2 separate regions of the Anas platyrhynchos genome follow, and region 2 is linked to region 1. The links are chromatin contacts, called in public Hi-C maps. All regions are on one chromosome and are shown on one strand. The core of a region is the stretch at or near the end of the contact, and the rest is flanking DNA. Distances in the headings are between cores, read along the strand shown.

What was found. A called contact is a pair of places that touch in the nucleus more often than the background predicts.
Region 2: a contact with region 1 is called in a Hi-C map of liver, with 5 times the contacts expected there. The contact joins two enhancer-like sites. A contact is called at or near these places in 4 of 8 Hi-C or Micro-C datasets (F5 follicle, liver, skeletal muscle and 1 more).

What each region holds. Positions count from the first base shown.
Region 1 is chr12:2,459,222-2,462,616 of IASCAAS_PekinDuck_T2T, forward strand. No RefSeq gene overlaps it. Among named protein-coding and RNA genes, the nearest start is that of ZCCHC14, 6.3 kb to the right of the region's middle. Within about 2 kb of position 1,515, at least 1 of the 8 cell types and tissues checked has an H3K27ac peak or open chromatin away from gene starts, as enhancers often do.
Region 2 is chr12:2,501,556-2,504,597 of IASCAAS_PekinDuck_T2T, forward strand. ZCCHC14 (zinc finger CCHC-type containing 14) reads left to right here. Exons shown (of 13, transcript XM_027466672.3): 3 at 442-515. Among named protein-coding and RNA genes, the nearest start is that of MAP1LC3B, 25 kb to the right of the region's middle. Within about 2 kb of position 1,341, at least 2 of the 8 cell types and tissues checked have an H3K27ac peak or open chromatin away from gene starts, as enhancers often do.

The DNA of each region.
Region 1 (3,395 bases), core at 265-2,764:
GCCCCATGCCAGCCCCCAGCCCCGTCAGCCAGCACACATTGGGATTGCTGCTTTACTTATGGAAATGCGAGGCGATAGCTGATCATCTCTGACATTTTGTGCCTTGTTTGTGAATTTAAGACACGTGCCCCGGCCTTCCCGTCGTCCCCCCCTTCCCTCGCCGCATCAGTAGGGTGGCATTTTTGGGGTTGGTTTTCCAAGCTTGGCATCCTGGATGCACCTCGTATCTCTGCCCATGTTGAACTGGGCTCTAAACAGAATTACTGCTTGAATTTTCTTTATTTTTTTTTAAATCAGCGCTCAGCCAGCGCCCTGCCCGGCAAAGCCTGGCCAAGTGCAGCTCTGCCCGCCGCTGCCCTGCCGAGAGAGGATGCAGAGCATCAGTAGGACTGCAGCCTGTTCACACCATGCCCGGAGATAAATAATATAAAGTAGATCACTGTTTAATGCAGTAAAATCTGATTTCCAAGAAACATCCACCCGCAGCGGTCTCAAAGCTGGCTGCGGAGAGGTTCACAGACGTAGCCACGCGTAAGGCGGAATTTCCCTTGGCAAAAAAAACTCCAGGAAAACAACGACAGGGAAAGAAAAAAGCAAAGTGCCCCGAGCCTGGCGAATGTGGCATTGCCGGCAGCAGGTTTTAACGTGCCCGTGGCTCCCCGCACATCTGCCTTACAGCAGAGAGCACAAACCAGGGCCAAGTGCGGGATCTGAGCGCGCTGCAGGGGACCGGCGTCCCCAGGGGAGCGCACGGGACGTGTTTTGCTGGTAACTTTGAGGCACAGCCGAACACAGAGCTCTGGAGGTGAAAGCTAGTACTCGAATCCAGCAGGTCGCTTCTGAAAAATCCCTTTAAAAGCCTTTTACTTTGAGAATCCCAGTTTCCACAGCAACAAGACACACAGCGCTCGGCGGAGCCGAGGGCTATAAATAAACCCCAGATCCATAGTTGTGATATTAGCTCTGAGGGCCTGAAAAAAAAAAAAAAAAAAACGCCTTGTGGTAACGAAGGGAAAGGATCGGTGCCGAAAGGAAGCACATTTAATGAGGAAAATGTGGCTCCTCGCTCGGCACACACGGCAGCTTTGAACAAAGGAAAAGCCACGCGGTGAGATCCTGCCTGTTCCCGTGATTTCAGAATCGGTGGGAGCGGTGCCTTGCAATCTCTGCCTTACTCGGGCTTCACCTCTGCCCCCAAAATGGATTTCTTAAAAAACAAGAAGTGGCCTCTAGCCATCGTTTCACGGCCTCGCTGCTTCTGGGGGAGCAAAGCAGCAGCCAGCAAAAGGCCAGACCTCAATGGCCTTATCCCCGTTGAACATCGCCTGGCACACCAGCAGCTGCGCTGCCTCGGCGTTAGGTGTTGCCCCTATTTAAAAAAGGGGTTTCTACGCCTGCTAACTTTAAACACAGACCTAAATCCTACTCAATTCTCTGAATCAGGCCCGCTGCCTGCAGGGGATGATGCTATTCCCCGAGACACAGTCAGAGGGCAGGAATTCGGATCCAAGGCAGGGCTGTCCTTACCCCCTGACATCCGCCTCCGAGCAGAGACGCAATCCCACAAGGGAAGATAAATATTAGCTGTGCTCGAAGCGGGGAGGAAATTAAATAACTCTCACATGGCATGAAAACAGGCTTGTCAGGGGAGAAAGAAGTGGTGGCTCTGAGCTCGCGGAACAGATTTGTATACAGTAGTGAGGAGGAGGAGATGAGGAAGGAGAAGAAAGGAAACACAAATCAAAGAGTTATTTGGAGTTTCCTCTGCTGCAGACAGAAGGTCCGTGTTATTCAAACAGATGTACTGCGTGTCACCAGTTTTCTTCTGTTTGTTATTTTAAGGATGGTCTTAGGAAGAAAATAAATTCCTCTCCGAGGCTCTTTCATATCCATTTTAGGCAGTCTGTGGAGAGAAGCCCAAGGAGTGGGGCTGAGGAGATTCCTCCAGGCTGAGCTGGTGGAGCATCCTCTGCTCCCTCCCCGCTAGGGGATTTTAGGGCATTGCTGGGAGGGAACCCAGCAGCAGCTCCACCTCGGCCGGGGCAGAAACCCACCTCCAGCCCCGAGGAGCTGCCCTGCTGCTGCTCGCTCAGCAGAAGGACCGGGAGGAAAAGTATTTTGGCACAAATATGGGCTTGGGCAAAATCCAGGGGATCCTTCACGTGCCTGTGTGTAAATGGGTGGCAGTCCTCTGCCTGGAGAAGTCACGTCTGCCTGGGGCTGGGGGGACATGGGATGGGGGAAATTCACTTCGGTGCCATCCCTTCGGACCCAAATGTGCTGCATTCAGAGCAAAACTGCACCGGGAGAAGGTTTTGGTGGGAAAGCGACACCACAAACGTTCTTCTTATGAAGAAAAAATACATAAAAATAAAAAAATAAATGGCTGGCTGTGAGTTCTGGGCTCAGAACGCAAACATTTAATTGCTGCACCTCCTGACCTAGTGACATTTCTGGGTTGATTCATGCTTTCCAAAGGGTTTTCAAGATTTTGTGCTCTTCGGTACCACCTAGCCTGGGTAAAAGCAAAGCCAAGGACGTAAAAACCTTCAGAAAACACATCAGGCACAAGACACACGGGATTGCTGCTGCTTTTCTTTACTGCAATTAAGTGATGCTCATGCAAGACATTTTGGAATTAGCCCTCTTAATAAAAAAAAAAAAAAAAAAAAAAAAAAAGCTGGAATTGATAAGCAATAGTAAAAATAAATAAAATATAAAAATAAATAAATAAAGAATTGCAGAGGAAGCAGGCACCAGGCCCACTCTCTGGGGGCTCTGTCCTGCTCCCACTGAAATCAAAAGGAGATCTGGAGTTGGCTGCAGCGGGAACAGGAACAGTCCTTAAGGCACTAATTAGTACAGCTGGCTGAATAATGCATAATGAACAGTTCATTCAGCTAATTTCATCTCTTTTCCTATTCATGAATTGCCCGCGAACCAATCCCAGTTTTCCCATTTTGCTCGTCGTTCCGGAGTTATTTGTGGGCTTCTTCAGGAAACAACCCCCAGCACCCGGCACCGTGTCAATATTTGGTGTGTTGGCAGCGTGGGGCCGGCAGGTAGGGCAGGGGACGTTCCCTCTCCTCCCCGAGCTGATATTTCTGTAGCCGAGCGGCGTGGCAGGACTTTCAAAAGTCGCCAGGAAGCGCTGAACTTTACATTCGTTTTCGGTAAATATTTGTGCGCGCTCCTTTCTTCCTCGGGCGTTTTAAACAGCGCGATTCCGACCAGAGGCAGAGAGACAGGAGGGCCACGATGCGAAACCCCCCCCGAGGGATATCCAAATAAATACTTCCAGATTTTCTTTTCCAGCTGTAAAGCTGTGTGGCTGCAGCAAAGAGCTCGTGCACATGGGGTAACGGCTGAGATTTGGCATCAGCATCAGCAGGGGG
Region 2 (3,042 bases), core at 91-2,590, 42 kb after region 1:
CAACCTGCACTCAAGGAGGAGCCCTGATGTCAACGGAGCAATAAAAAAGCACTAAACTTGTAAAACCAGCCCCTGAAAACACGGTTTTCACCGGCCATGCGTCAGGTTCCCCGTAGCGGGATGCTGTTTGCTACGTGACGTTGCTCAGACAAACCCATCCCCTTGTGTCGGGTCTGGTGGCGTGCCAGTGAGTGCTGTCATACGGCCAGGAGGAAATGAAGAGCTTTGCACTTGGTCTATTGTTTGGGTGGTGGTGGAAATTAAGCCTTCCTAAAGCTGGAATGGAAAGCAGGTTCAATGGGTATCACCTTCCCTATCTGCCCTCCAGTGTGCACCTGAAGCACTGCCGCCAGCCGAGTTCTGGCCCTAGCTCGAATAATCCCTTCTGCATGCAGCTAAAAACATCCTCCTCATCCTTCTTATCTCTTTGCTTTTCCACAGTGAGTGTTGAAAAAGTGGAGCTAAAGGGACTGGCACACAAGAAGAATGAGAGAAATGTTGAATATTCCTTTGAGGTAAGTTCTGCTGATTGTTTTTGGGATTTTTTTTTTCCTTTGAAAGAAGGGAGGATAACACTTAAAAAGGAGTTAAAGCAATTCTCAAACATTGTTAGATCCCAGAAATTGGTCCTCAAGGATAGGTGCTTAGTCTTTTTTTTTTTTAATCAGTGATTTGTAAGTAGTCATAAATTGCTGTTGATTAACATATGTAGATGTTGCAGAGATTGACTGGTAAGTGGGACACAGGCAAAGAAATAAATCACTCCAATGCAGCCAGTTGTGGCAAATGTATATTTTTAGGAAAAAATCACGCCACACTTGCAGAAAATGGTATCTGTGTCCTGGAATGCAGAAGCTAACAAGAATGTGAGTCTTAATCTGGACAAACGAGAGAAGTCAGGCACTCAGGGCAGTTGTGTGTGTATGGGAAAAGAGGCAGAATGACCATTTATCTCCGTATTCAGCAGCGAGGGGAGTGTGAGACTGTGGCATATGTTTCAGACGTTGCTGGTTTTAAAAGGGGTGTTGTAGAGTACAGAAAATAGCTATGGAAATTATTCAAGGCTTGAGGAAAATGCCATGCAGCGAGAGACTTAAAGAATTCCACCGAAAGATGACTTGAGCATCATAGAAGAGTGTGTTTAAAGGGAAGAAAATATTTTATGGTAAAGGAGTTGTTAATGTAGCAGAAAAAAAAAAAAAAAAAGCATAACAGGAACCGTTGTCTGAAAATTGAAGCCAGACGAATTCAGACTGGAAATGAGAATAGTTCTGCTGGAATGAGAGTGGTTAGCCACAGGCTGCTAGGAGAAGTGGCTTTTCCCCTTTTTGACGCAGCTTTTGGGGCTTCAGTCGTTGCTCACGGTTCCCGTGGGCCTATGATTTCATTCAGTGAAACCCTGTGTTCGTAGCGGAGAGCTGTCAAGCAAGAATGACAAAATGCTTTTGTCCCCTCCAATCTGAAGAACGTATTCCAAAATTCAGAACGCAAAGCCCAGAAAATGTCTTTGGCTTACTTAATGAGGCATCAAAGCCAAACAGTTGGTGAGAAAGGGAAAACCTGAAAGAAAAAGGACAGTAGAATTTCAATTATCTACAACTTTCACTAAAAAGAAAAGTTTCTTTCAAACTGAGACCCAAGCCAGAGCGCCCGTTTGGCGTCTTCGTGTGATGTTGACAGCATTAACCTCTGCTTGTCTCAATTCAGGGATAATGACTGTGACTGGTCCAAATGTCATCAATATTAGAAAGGGTTTTTGATTTTTTTTAACATCCTTCTGAACGATGTCGTCGTCTGGACTCCAGTTGCATACTCATACTTTGTGGAACGTCTTTTCCTATCATAAATTCTTCTATAAATACCAGAAATGACTTTTATCGGTGACAACATTTCACTTGACGGCTTGTAACTAAATAAGCCGTCCATAGTTTGGCTGAGCTAATAAATTGCTCCTTGCTTGGTTAGAAACCTAACTGCTAAATGTTTTGTTGAGGAGCTTGGGACCAGAAGTCAATAGATAGAGCAGTTTTCAGCCTTGCTTGGCGTTGCTGTTGTTCCATGGATTTACAGCTCATGTTACTGTTTTGTAAGTATTGGAAGTTATATCAAGATAGCAAAACACCACTTTTAACAAATGTCAGGTTTTTACAAAACCAGAAGGAAAGAGAAATATCTCCTGTATTTCCTGAAGCTTCTCACCAATCTTAAAAAGGTATTAATTCATCGCAAACCTTAAAAAAAAGGAGGAGAAAAGGCTTTGCAAAACCAGAAGCTGCTCAAGTTTTCTTTCTTCTTTTCTTTTTTCTTTACTTTTGTGTAACAGCTCTGCAGAGAGGAAATTCCTCCATTATGTAATCTATTTTGAAATCCTCTCACCAGTCTTTTTGGCTGCATTCTGGAGGCTGGAAAAACTGTGTGTATGTTTTCAGTTGTCATTGAGACTAGCGTCATGTGAGAAGATGGCTTCCTGCTTCTCAAACACATAAACCCAGCTTCTTCCCATATGTAGCTGCTGAAGACTCGAGTACCTGCCAAACCCTTTGAATTGGGGATCTTATGCTTGAGGGGGCTTGCTAGTTTGCTAGCAATGCTGGCCACTTGCATCCAACCCTCTTCGTGCCAAAAAGCCGCGTATTTTGGCTCGTATTAATAACCCACCACCCAATAAATGCCTCTGCATTGAAGAATGTGATGATTTAACATAGGGAGCCTACAGGAAGAGATACCGAACTGCTTCCTTTTGCTAGGGCTTGTACAAAATGGTGCTGTCCGAAAAGCATAGCTCGGTAACTCCAGGTTTCGTGCTAAAAATTTTGCTTTTTGGCAGCAGGATGGTTTGCTGCCACCTTCAATTCTTCATAGGATATGGAGTAGGTTAGCTCTAGGTAGGCACTGTTGCAATGAGTTGCTCGTGTTGCCCATCAGCTCGCACGAAGCAGCTGTTTTCTGTAACCATCACAAGGAAAAAAAGTTCCATTAGCGAGCAGTCTGTTTTAATGCTGGATGTCTGCAGCGTGCCGGCGCTGTGTAAACTCCAAAGTG